Regions from separate parts of the Astyanax mexicanus genome. Here region 2 is linked to region 1. Evidence: chromatin contacts called from public Hi-C data. All regions are on one chromosome and are shown on one strand. The core of a region is the stretch at or near the end of the contact, and the rest is flanking DNA. Distances in the headings are between cores, read along the strand shown. Region 1 holds the start of prrc2b (proline-rich coiled-coil 2B). Region 2 overlaps nup214 (nucleoporin 214).

Region 1 (6,857 bases), core at 2,211-4,710:
AATACCAGCTTTATTATATTTGAAAATTAAAATACTTCATTTTTTTATAGGAATTAACTTGTTTTACTGGGAAAACAGGACTGTTCCCTTGTTCACCTAAACCTAAATCAATCGGATCTTGAGACAAATGAATTCCATTTCCCAAACACTAATATAAAATAAGCATAAAAACATCTGCATTATTGTTTTAAAAAACAAAATAGACCATCATCTTTAGATAAAGCAAAATGGGCTCTTTCCTAAATTCTCTCTCCATCCATCTACTGGAAATATATTTATAATATATTTTTACGGTGTTCACACACACACCTAAACTAAACAGATCTTTAAATTGACTTCATTTATCACACAAAAAAATACAAAGAGCAGCACCAAAACTTTAGAATTAAAATATTAGGAACAGCACAAAACACCAGCTTTATCGTATTTGGGAAAATAAATTATAGTCTTTTGATTGAAATGACTCGTTTTATTAATAAAACAGGACTAGTCCTCTGTTTTCCTACACCTAAAAGAATAGAATCTTGGAAAAAATCTATTTATTTCCCAAACACTAAAATACAATAAGCAAAAAAAAAAAAAAAAAATCTGAATAATCGTCTTCAGATGGACTCTTTTCAAAATGGCCTTTTGTTTACACACTAAAACACAATGAGCAGCACCAAACATCTGAATTAAATTGCAGCCATCTACTTACTGGGAAAAAACAGGATTGTTCCTGTGTTCACATACAACTAAATTAATGAGATCTCGAAGTCGAATTCATTCATTTACCATACACTAAAATACAATCCAATCATAAAACAACTGCATTATTTAAAAACAAAAGAAACAAAACATCTTCAGATAAGGATCAGAACAACCTCTTTAAAACTGTTTTACAAAACAAACAGGATTGTCTGTTCACACACACAACCAAATTAATAGGATCTTTAAATCAAATTTGTTCATGTACCACACACTAAAACACAATGAGCAGCACCAAACATCTGAATTAAATTCTATCCATCCATCCATTCATCTATCCACCATACATCTAAATACAGAATTGTTTCTGCATTCACACAACTAAATTAATCAGATCTTTAAACCGAATTCATTCGTTCACACAAACACAATGGGCACCAAACACCAGCCTCATTGTTTATAAAAGCCAAAATACACCATTATTAGGTAGCGAGCACGACTGCCTTTGTGTTCACACACAACTAATTAATTAGATCTTTAAATTCATTCAATCATTCACCACACACTAAAACACAATGGGAGCAGCATAAAACAAACAAAAAAAAAATCACAAAACATCTGCGTTATTGTGTGGTTTTCAAAAACCCAGCTGTTTTTAGAAGACCACAACACAACATTTTAACATTATATAAGTAATTTCAAGATCTAATAAAGGTTTAAACTTGGTGTAGCTAGATTTTGTTTTTATCTAATAAAGGTTTAAACCTGGTGTAGCTAGATTTTGTTTTTTATTAAACTTAAAGAAAATGTTAGGTATAAGGTCAGCATAAGGCATCAGCATTATAATTTTAAAGCCAAAATACATCCTCTTTACATATAGGGAGCAGAATGATTTCTTAAACCTGATAAATAGGATTGTCTCTGTTCACAGAATGAATTAATCCGATATTTAAATCAAATTAATTCATTTACCACATATACTAAAATACAATGAGCAGCAGCCAACATCTGAATTAAAATGAATCCATCCATTCATCTACTTACTGGGGAAAAGGTAGGATTGTTCCTGTGTTCACTCAACTAAATTAAACAGAATTTTAAATCGAATTCATTCATTTACCACACATTGAGCACGATAAAATACAATACAATGTGTGCAACACAGCAGCATTACCGTTTAAAAAAATCATCTTCAAATAGGGAGCAGAATGACCTTTTAAAACTGTTTTTAAAAAACAGTATTTCGTATTTGTTCACACAACTAATTAATCAGATCTTTAAATCGAATTCATTCATTTAACGTTGCTACACATTAAAATACAATGAGAGCAGCATAAAACAGCACAAAACATCTGCAGTATTGTGTTTTTCAAAAGCCCAGTCGTTTTTAGCAGACCACGAAGCGATATTTTGACATTAGAGAAGTATTTTCAAGGTCTAATAGACGTTTAAACTCAATGTGATTGTAGATTTTGGTATTTATTACACCTAAAGAAAACGTCTGAGGAGAAAAAAAACGGTAACGTTATGCTAACGGCTAAATTGGCTAAATTCGCTTTGCAGCGTTTTGTGTGTGTTATATTCAGATCCTCTCACACATTTAACCACTTGAGTTAATACTTAATTCATTTTTTCACAGGATAATAAGTCGAAAATGCCGAATTTTAGCGAATTATATCAAATTTAAACGTATTTAACAAGTTAGCTTAGCATAGCTTTAAAGGTAAACATCTCTAACCTTAGGTTAGCTTAGCATAGGCGGATTTTTCCGCTTTGGTTTGGCGTTTAAGATTCTAGTCGAAATAAAGCTGTAATATGGTCAAATGTGGTTTTTAAAAGGTGTTAAAAGTGCGTCTAAATATGAATAACAGCTAAAATGGGTGTATTCGTTTAGGAAATGTGTATAAATAGCTGTAAGTAGGTGATTCAGGTCCAGAAAATAGAAATCCGTCGATCTAGATCCAGAAGGTAAAAATCCAGCTCCAGGATTTTGTTTCAACTGCCTGGGCGGTTGTGCTGCTGCTCGGCTGCTGCACAGGCGCCCAGGCAAATGAAACTAAATCCTGGAGCTGGATTTTTACTTTCTGGATCTGGATCGGAACAGATCTCTATATTGAAGCAGGTTAAAGCATTTAGAAGGAATTGTAAAGCTTAGAAACGCAGGACATTGTTTTTTTACAGGCTAAAAACGGGTATCAAAGCATGTAATACTAATTTATGTTAAAAATGTGCCATTATTGTAATAAGTCAAAAAATTAAATAAAATAATAACTAGGGATGAGATGAGCTCAGCCTGCAGACCTTAGGTTATAACATATATGCTATAACACTGAATTTCACACCGAAATTTGTACACCTATATAACTTAATAGATTCATTTCTCTAGTGCTGTAAATCTGTGCACACTCATAATACGTGTGTTAAACCCGTAGAAACGTGAATAACCCGCAGCCTCTCTCAGCTACAGGGGCGCATAAAGAAGCAGTGGAGATTAAAAATGGCTGCAGCGCCAGAACAAAGCCACAGTCCGAGTCAAGGGGGGCAGCGGAGATTCAGATTAAAAATAAAGGCACTATTTTCGCCCGGACCGCGCCGATAACTCACCGATTCAACGGGGAAACTCTTGTGTGTGCCCGATGGTGCGGATTTAGTCCACCTGCGCGCGGAATCTGGAAGGATGGATGGAGATTCTGCGGCCGATTCTGTGTTTCTTTAATCTGCTCGCCGTTTACTTGTGTTGCCACACACGGCCTGCTGTCGGATATGACGTTGGGGCGAGAGTGTGTGTCAAACTGCGACCGCTACAGGCGCGTCCTGGTATTACACACGCAGTGATTTATATTACATTTTGTAGTGTTTTCTGTTTTTTTTGGGTGGATGGATGGATGGATGGATGGATAGATAGAGATGTATGGATAGATGGATGGATAGGGATGTTTTGACTCCACAAACCCTCTGATGGTGGGTTGAGCTGGGTTTGATTACATTGCTTTGGGATGAGTTGAGCTGTGTTGAGTTGGGTTTGTTGTGTTGAGGTTGGTTTGGGTTGGGTTGGGTTTTTTTTGGGTTGTTTTTCATTGGGCTGTGTTGAGTTGGTGTTTTTTTAGGGGGTTAGTTTAATTGTTTTTTTTGTTGCGTTGGTTTTAGCTGGGTTTGTTGTGTTCAGTTGGGTTTGTTGTGTTGAGTTGGATTTTATTGTGTTTGGTTTGGGTTAAGTTGAGCTGTGTTGAGTTGGGTTTGATTGTGTTTGGTTTGGGTTAAGTTGAACTGTGTTGAGTTGGGTTTGATTGTGTTAGTTTGGGTTGAGTTGTGTCTGTTCGCATTGGTTTGGGTTGAGTTGAGCTGTTTTGAGTTGGGTTTGATTCCATTGGTTTGGGTTGAGTTGAGCTGTGTTAAATTGGGTTTGATTGGGATTGGGTTTGGTTGTGTTGGTTTGGGTTGAGTTGGGTTGAGTTGAGTATCTGCTCTATAGAGTCGTATTCTAATTAAAATAGAATAAAAACACTGCTTGATGTACTGAAATACATGACCGACTAGATGCCATAGATGCTTGTAAAAGCCGGGAACTACATGTGTTAGCTTTAATGCTCCACTAGGTGGCACCATTGGCAAGCTATGGTGTTTTTTAATCTTGTGCACAAATCCAGCACTATGGTTTCTAATAAAGTGGCCGGTGAGAGTCTGTAAAATAATAATAAATATTATACAGTAAATTAAACAACCTATGTATTAAATATGAATTATATTTATATGTCATGTTAATAATTTGCTATGATGCAGCAGAATGGATCATCTGCAATAAATCAGTCTGTATGATATTAAAATGATAATTTCTTTATATAATGAATCCTGTCTGCTGCAGATCCTGAGTGAATGGAGTGATGAAGAGGAGGTGAAGAGGATAGAGGGATGAGTGGTCCTCAGGAAAGGGCTGGTTCTGATGGAGAGAGAAGAGAAACTCTGCTGGACTCCACTAAACAAAATATATTTACTGAATAATGAGCTAAACATGTGTTTCTAACACACTCACTGGCCACTTTATTGGAAACATCTACTATATTACCTTGTGCTTCCACTCACTGTGGCCACTTTATTGAAAACACCTACTACTATACTACCTTGTACTTCCACTCACTGATGGCCACTTTATTGGAAACACCTGCTATACTACCTTATGTGTCCACTTACTGTGGCCACTTTATTAGAAACACCTACTATACTACCTTGTGCTTTTACTTACTGGCCACTTTATTAGAAACACCTACTACTACACTACCTTGTGCTTCCACTCACTTTGGCCACTTTATTGGAAACACCTGCTATACTACCTTATGTGTCCACTTACTGTGGCCACTTTATTAGAAACACCTACTATGTAATTTACTATAATATCTTGTGCTTCCACTCACTTTGGCCACTTTATTGGAAACACATACTATATGCTACCTTGTACTTCCACTCACTGGCCACTTTAATGGAAACACCTACTACTAATACGACCTTGTGCTTTCACTCACCGGCCACTTTATTGGAAACACCTACTACTATACTACCTTGTGCTTTCACTCACTGGGGGCCACTTTATTGGAAACACCTACTATACTACCTTGTGCTTCCACTCACTGGCCACTTTATTGGAAACACATACTATACTACCTTGTTCTTCCACTCTTATTGGCCACTTTATTGGAAACACCTACTGCACTTTCTTGTGTTTCCTCCCACTGGCCACTTTATTGGAAGCACGTACTATATGCTACCTTGTGCTTCCACTCACTGATGGCCACTTTATTAGAAACACCTACTACCGTGGCTTGCAAAAGTATTCATACCCCTTGAACCTTTTAACTTCACCTTATCTTACATCCACAAACTTAAATATTTTTTAATTGAGATTTTAAGTGATAAACCAACACAAAGTAGCACATAATTGTGCAGTGGAATAAAAATTATACATTTTTTTTTTAAATGTTAATCAAATAAAAATCTAAAAAGTATTCAGCCCCCCTTTACTCTGAAACCACTTAATAAAATCCAGTGCAATCAATCGTCTTAACTTAATGAGTTAATAGAGTTAATCCAGCTGTGTGTAATTTAGTTTTAGTATAAATACAGCACATATCCCAAGCATTGAGCATCACAAGGAGCTCTGTTCCACAATCCATCATCCAAAAATGAAACCAGAAAAAGTGTTCTACAAACCTACCAAGACATGGCCATAATCCACCCAAACTGACAGATCCAGCAAGGAGAGCACTGCTCAGAGAAGCAGCAGCCGAGAGGCCCATGATCACTCTGGAGGAGCTGCAGAGATCCACAGCTCAGGTGAATCAGGAGAATCTGTCTACAGGACAACTATAAGTAGCTTTACAACTATATAAGTAACTATAGACCAAAGTTGAAATGCAAAGTGCTATATATGTGGTAAAAAAAAAGGCTCATAATCGTGAACACACCATCCCCACTGTGAAACATGGTGGTGGCAGCATCATGCTGTGGAGATGCTTTTCTTCTGCAGGAACAAAGAAAAATCTCAATAAAATGTAGAAAGTTCAAGGGGTATGAATTATTTTGCAAGCTACTGTATACTACCTTTTGCTACCTTATACTCCCTGGCCACTTTATTAGAAACATCTAAAAGACAATGCTAAACCACATGCTGCACACATTAGAAAGGCCTGGCTGTGGAACTAGAAGGTGATACAGGTACTGAACTGTGTGGAGAATTGTGAAACAATCAGCAAGACAATGACGATCCTGCAGTTGCACCTTTCGAAGACGTTGGATGCACCTTCTTGTTTGCAGGATGAAAGGGACAAGATAACACCTGAAACAGTTCATCACCTTACATTACAAAGTGATGAATTTGGCTTTACTTTCTCTGAAATGTGTAGGAATGAAGTGCATAGGAATAGTATAGGAATAAATGAAATAAAGATAAAATGTTAAATATTTCAATAACTATTCAGAGTATAACCTTAAATGAACCGATTGTGCTAATTGTGAGGGTAATGTGACGAGGGGGGAGGGAAACTAGGTTTGTTTGTTTGTTGCTGGAGAACACACACACACACACACACACACACACTTACAGTGTAGATAAAGCGACCGTCTGCCCAGTGTTAGATTACAGTATCAGGGACGTCCACACAGCTGTGCATGACACGTAT
Region 2 (6,857 bases), core at 2,824-5,323, 130 kb after region 1:
AAACACACCACGCTTTACACTACAAACCATCACCTTACAGACTAGAGCAATTACATAACACACACAACAGAGAGAGAGAGAGAGAGAGAGAGAGAGAGAGAGAGAGACATAGAGAGAGAGAGAGAGAGACATAGAGAGAGAGAGAGAGAGAGAGAGAGAGACACACAGAGAGCGAGATGAAGTGAGTGAGTGAATGGAGAGTATAGTTTGAGTAATTGAAAGTATGTAGAGAGAGTACAGAGTGAGTATAAAGAATGAGAGTACAGAAAGAGCAGTGAGAGTAAGAGTACGTAAAGAGAGTAAGAGTATAGAGAGAGAGTATAGAAAGTAAGAGTATAGATGGTGAGAGTATAGAGAGAGTACAGAGAGAGTATAGACAGTAAGAGTATACAGTGTGAGTACAGAGAGAATAGGAGTAAAGAGAGTGAGAGTATAGAGGGAGAGTATAGAGAGTAAGAGTATAGATGGTGAGAGTATAGAGAGAGAGTACAGAGAGAATTGAGAGTAAGAGTATAGAGAGAGTATAGAGAGTAAGATCATAGATGGTGAGAGTATAGAGAGAGAGTACAGAGAGAATTGAGAGTAAGAGTATAGAGAGAGTATAGAGAGTAAGATCATAGATGGTGAGAGTATAGAGAGAGAGTACAGAGAGAATAGGAGTAAAGAGAGTGAGAGTATAGAGAGAATAGAGAGTAAGAGTAGAGAGAGAGTATACAAAGTAAGAGTATAGATGGTGAGAGTATAGAGAGACTACAGAGAGAGTATAGAGAGTAAGATCATAGATGGTGAGAGTATAGAGAGAGAGTACAGAGAGAATTGAGAGTGAGAGTATAGAGAGAGAGTACAGAGAGAATAGGAGTAAAGAGAGTGAGAGTATAGAGAGAGAGTATAGAGAGTAAGATCATAGACGGTGAGAGTATAGAGAGAATAGAGAGTAAGAGTAGAGAGAGAGTATACAAAGTAAGAGTATAGATGGTGAGAGTATAGAGAGACTACAGAGAGAGTATAGAGAGTAAGAGTATAGAGTGAGAGTAGAGAGAGATTATAGAGAGTAAGTGAGGGAGAAGAGTGAAAGTACAGAGAGAGTATTAAGAGTGAGAGTATAGTGAAAGAATTAAGAGTGAGAATATAGAGTATACAGTGAGAGTATTAGAGTGAGAGTATAAAGTATAGAGAGTGAGTAAGAATATAGTGTGAAATTATAGCACCAACCAACTGGTAACAATATGTATAGCTGAAAACAATACAAATCATTTCAGTGTCAAAATATGTTTAGTATACAAGTTAAATATTCTGAATTCAGTCCTTTGTTTAACCTTCTTTCCTAGTAAATATATATATATATATATATATATATATATATATATATATATACACATACATACACACACACACACACACACAACAATGCAACACTAGGCATGTACAGTGTGTTTATAAAGTACTGCGTTTAGCAGCAGTGCACAGTCACTACTGGTCTAAAACTGCTAAATGTGCTTATCTTGTAAAAACTGACTGTATGAAACTTTGAGTGCTTGATAGATGTGGGCATTTGTGGGTTTAACTGTAAAATTTGCATTATTTGTTACATATATTATTTACTAGGTGTTTATCGCCACTTATTTCAAAAACAGCAACTTTACAAGAGTGAGAAAAAGCTTCTAAACTTTCAATAGAAGTCAATGTAAAAAGATTTTATTAAATCTAATTTTGAAGCATTTCTTCAAATTTCCATTTAGTGTGTTGAAATTATGCAGTAAACCAAAAATCCACAAAAATGGAGATACCTGTTTTTCATTGGACAGCGACAATATATACAAGTGCATTGCAAAAAAAAATTGTAGATCATTAAAAAGTTACTTTATTTCAGTGACTCAGTTTAAAATGTGAAACTCATATATTATATAGATGTATTTTAATCGTTTTTTAATTTTATTTTATTGTTGATGATTATGAAGTTTACAGCCAATGAAAACCCAAAAATCAGTATCTAAGAAAATTAGATTATTATATAAGACCAATCTGTACTTTTGAGAGAGTGTGGGCAGTGTGTCAAGTCCTGCTGGAAAATGAAATCTGCATCCATCACAATGGTTTGGAGAGTCATGTCTGTCATCTGCTGGTGTTGATCCACTGTGTTTTATTATCAAATCTAAAATCTTACAGCACTTCATGCTTCCCTCTGCTGATGACAACTTCTATGGAGATGCTGGATTTCATTTTCCAGCAGGACTTTTGGTCTTATATAATATTTTAATTCTAAAAATGGGCACTGTAGTTACTATGGTGATAAAAAGCACAGACCTGATGACTGTAGAAACAGGCATGGGTGGACCTTTATCCTTCAGCTCCTGCACGTTCACCACCTGAGGAACGTTCTTCAGAGTCGACTCGTTCAGAGACGTTGGTGCTGCAACACAATACAGATTCATTATTATCCAGTAAACACAAATACAGGTTTTAAATATATAACATCAGTTTATAGTATATCAAATAGGGGTGCTCTATAATGTTCACATGATCCACATGCTCATTCTGACCGACTGTAATACACTACAGAAAGCATAGGGGGCGCTCTATAATGCTCTATAAGGTTTATATGATCCTCTCGCTCATTCTGACAGACTGTAATACACTACAGGAAACATAGGGGGCGCTCCATAATGCTCTATAACGTTTATATGATCCTCACGCTCATTCTGACAGACTGTAATACACTACAGGACATATAGGGGGCGCTCTATAATGCTCTATAATGTTTTAATGATCCACAACACGCTCATTCTGACAGATTGTAATACACTACAGGAAGCATAATGGGAGCTCTATAATGATCTATAATGTTCATATGATTCACACGCTCATTCAAATAGACAGTAATACACTACAGGACATATAGGGGGCGCTCTATAATGCTCTATAATGTTTTAAAGATCCACAACACGCTCATTCTGACCGACTGTAATACACTACAGAAAGCATAGGGGGCGCTCTATAATGCTCTATAAGGTTTATATGATCCTCTCGCTCATTCTGACAGACTGTAATACACTACAGGAAACATAGGGGGCGCTCCATAATGCTCTATAACGTTTATATGATCCTCACGCTCATTCTGACAGACTGTAATACACTACAGGACATATAGGGGGCGCTCTATAATGCTCTATAATGTTTTAATGATCCACAACACGCTCATTCTGACAGATTGTAATACACTACAGGAAGCATAATGGGAGCTCTATAATGATCTATAATGTTCATATGATTCACACGCTCATTCAAATAGACAGTAATACACTACAGGACATATAGGGGGCGCTCTATAATGCTCTATAATGTTTTAAAGATCCACAACACGCTCATTCTGACCGACTGTAATACACTACAGAAAGCATAGAGGGCACTCTATAATGCCCTATAATGTTCATATGATCCAGACGCTCATTCTGACAGACTGTAATACACTACAGGAAGCATAGGGGGCGCTTTATAATGCGCTATAATGTTCATATGATCCACAACACGCTCATTCTGACAGACTGTAATACACTACAGGAAGTGTAGGGGGCGCTTTATAATGCTCTATAATGTTCATATGATCCACAACACGCTCATTCTGACAGACTGTAATACACTACAGGAAGTGTAGGGGGCGCTCTATAATGCTCTATAATGTTTATATGAGCCACATGCTCATTCTGATAGACTGTAATACACTACAGGAAGCATAGAGGGAGCTCTATAATGTTCATATGATTCACCTGCTTATTCTGACAGACTGTAATATACTATAGGAAGCATAGAGGGAGCTCTTTAATGTTTAAATGATCCACATGCTCATTCTGACAGAATGTAATACACTACAGAAAGCGTAGGGGGCACTCTATAGTGATCTATAATGTTCATATGATCCTCACACTCATTGTGACAGATTGTAACACACTACAGGAAGCGTAGAGGGCGCTCTATAATGCGCTACAATGTTTTTTTTTACCAGGTCTCTCGCTGTTCCTCTGTCTGGTCAGAGCTGCCAGGCCTGCAGCCTGGGCGGCGGGGATAGCGGTGGTGGGCGGAGGTCCGTGCTTCACCGTCTTGGTTGCCAGGATGGTGCTGTCAGCGCTGTCCATACTTATCTTGGGAGGCACTTCAGAAAGAGAGATACAAACGTCAGTCTTTCACAAAACAGAAGAGGCTCATGCCACAACAACTCACCCAAGGGCATAACTGCTCACATTATGGATTTGCAGGAGAATTATTTTATTTATCTACTTTAATACACTTTATTAAGCATTTTGAAGATATCAGAATACAGAATATTGTTTAACTATTAGATGAGCAGCAAAAAAATTATGAATACCAGCGTCCTATAAATAATAAATATTTAAAAAGGAGCTTTTAAGAATCTGCTGATGCATTTTAAATCATTTCCTACATTTTTAATTGCTTTATAGCATTTTTACCGTATCATAACTCATAACTTAATTAGAATGTTTAAAGCACTGACGGCTGTTGTCAGCAGAGCTTCAGCCAGTATTTTCTTACTAGAAATCCGTAGTATGTTACAGAACTCTGTGTCCGTTTTAGACAGTTTTAGATTTCCACACCCAAGATTACCAGGTATAGAACATAACAGCATACAAACCGGCTGAACAGGTAATCACTGGGCTTCAGTAAGGTTTACTAACCATACCCAAGTAATTTAAGACCACCACTAGCGTAGTAAAGACATGCATTTTGGACATTGCAAACATATATGTTCACTGATCAGCTTCGTACAATGAGCTAAGACTTATTGTCGTTTGCCACTGTGTGTCAATCTGGCAACCCATGTAAGCTTCGCGTCTGAGACAGAAAACTCAATCCATTGTTTGGAAATTTAACTCCTGTAGCCATTCCACACACTCATTTGAGAGATGGATTTAAGACATTTTAAGGCAAATTTAAAAAAAAAAAAAAAAAACATTTTTTTAGCTTAATAACATTTTAAGATTTTTTTTAAAGAAACAGAGATCCTGAAAAATAGGAATTTGGCTGCAGTAAGTAAAAAGAAAAATATGGTGCAGAATTTAATGTAGACAACACCTTTCCAACTGTTAAGCATGGGGGTGGGTGGATCATGCGTTTGGCTTGTCTTACTAATAAATATCAACTAAATGTTAAATATGAGCAAATACCTAATGCTAAAAAAAAAATCACATGATAATTACTGATATACCCTAATCTGACCTAATCAGTTTTCCTAATACTGGATGTCCAAAATTTTCCTCTGGGATCAATAAAGTCTCTATCTGTCTGTCTGTCTAATATGACATGCCAAAATTTATGGGACAGCAGTGTGTAAACGAATTATGAAGTTTTAGTTCAAAGGGCGGACTAGGAACACAAACACACACATGTATATATTGTGAGGTGCTATCTTGTGAGAGAGGTTGACGCAGATGGAGGGGATATTTGCATTTTTGTCATACCTACATTTGTCAAGATTATTAAATAAACTTTAATATCTGGCAAATATAACCTGATTAAATATAAAAACACTTTAAAAAAAAAAACATCCAAACCGATCTAACCCTGTGTGGTGAAAAGGTGTTTGCCACCCCATTAATTAACTGTGATTAATCACATTTGATCAACTTTTCAGTCTGGAAAAGGTTATGATGTCATTTTTTTAAAGCTTTGGGACTCCAGAGAACCACAGTGATTCACTATTATTCACTAATAGAGAAAACACTAAAATGGAACACTGGTGAACCTTCCCAGGAGTGACCGGCCCACCGAACAAAATTACTCCAAAAGGGCATGAAGAACTCATCCAGGAGGCCCATAAAAAAGAACCCAGAACTACATTTAAAGAACTGCAGGATCTCACTCGCCTCAGTTAAGATCAGTGTTAATGATTCAATAATAAGAATAAAGAGACTATTCTAACTCATATTATTATTATTATTATTATTATTTAATGATAGAGAACTGTACTAACTCTGCACTCTGCTGAAGGGCGAGGGCTGCATGGGGAAGCCGGGCTGGATGGAGGCGGTGCGGACCACTGCGGGGTGGCGTGGGGTCAGCACCGGGATGGCCGGTAGCTCCTCCTCCTCCTCCTCCTCCTCAGCGAGTGCCAGCGGCTCCTCGGGCTCCTGAGACTGAGACAGAGACGAGGTGGAGCTGACGTCGTCCAGATCCTCGTAGTACTTGGGCGAGAGGAATGCAGAGCGCGACAGATTGGCTGAGAAAAAAACAAAATGATTTTTAATAATGTATATTTTGAGAGCTCTACGACATTAGTGTGTAAGAAATAGCCTTTCCAGGTTATTGAGTGTGGAATATGGAGCTAGATAAGCTTTTATTTCCTCTATAATTCCACATGTATTTCTTCACAGTTTGTGTAACTTTAGTATTACCATGTCTTTTGCACTATAAGGTGCATTTAAAATCCTTAAATTTCACTTTACATCGTCAGGTGCACCTTATGTATGAATTCTACCAGTCAGGTATTAAGGAGCAGTAAAGCCACTCTGCTGAAGTACAGAATTATACAGGAGTTTCAGTTTAGTTCTTCAGCACCGAGACTGGAGCTGTATTAGCATTAGTTGCTAACTGCGCTAAACGCTAGCTCTTTCATCGTTCAGAGGTGAGTATTTTCAGGCTGTAGCCTGCTGCTAACCCCAGCTAGCACTGCTGGAGCAGAATTAGCATTAGCTACTTATTGCGCTAAGCACTAGCTCTTTTACCATTTAGCACTTTTACCATGTAGCCTGCTGCTAACCCCAGCTAGCACTGCTGGAGCAGAATTAGCATTAGCTACTAATTGCGCTAAGCACTAGCTCTTTTACCATTTAGAGGCGAAGGTGAAA

Evidence for each region. Hi-C and Micro-C count contacts between places; a contact is called where the count stands out from the background.
Region 2: a contact with region 1 is called in a Hi-C map of blood, with 6 times the contacts expected there. The contact joins the enhancer-like site here to the promoter of prrc2b in region 1. A contact is called at or near these places in 2 of 3 Hi-C or Micro-C datasets (blood and muscle).

Annotation. Positions count from the first base shown.
Region 1 is chr1:3,654,635-3,661,491 of AstMex3_surface, forward strand. prrc2b (proline-rich coiled-coil 2B) reads right to left here and starts at 3,461. Exons shown (of 31, transcript XM_049465788.1): 1 at 3,292-3,461.
Region 2 is chr1:3,786,363-3,793,219 of AstMex3_surface, forward strand. nup214 (nucleoporin 214) reads right to left here. Exons shown (of 36, transcript XM_049465811.1): 22 at 5,984-6,229; 23 at 3,998-4,147; 24 at 2,305-2,410. Among protein-coding and RNA genes, the nearest start is that of nup214, 42 kb to the right of the region's middle. Within about 2 kb of position 4,074, the one cell type or tissue checked has an H3K27ac peak away from gene starts, as active enhancers do.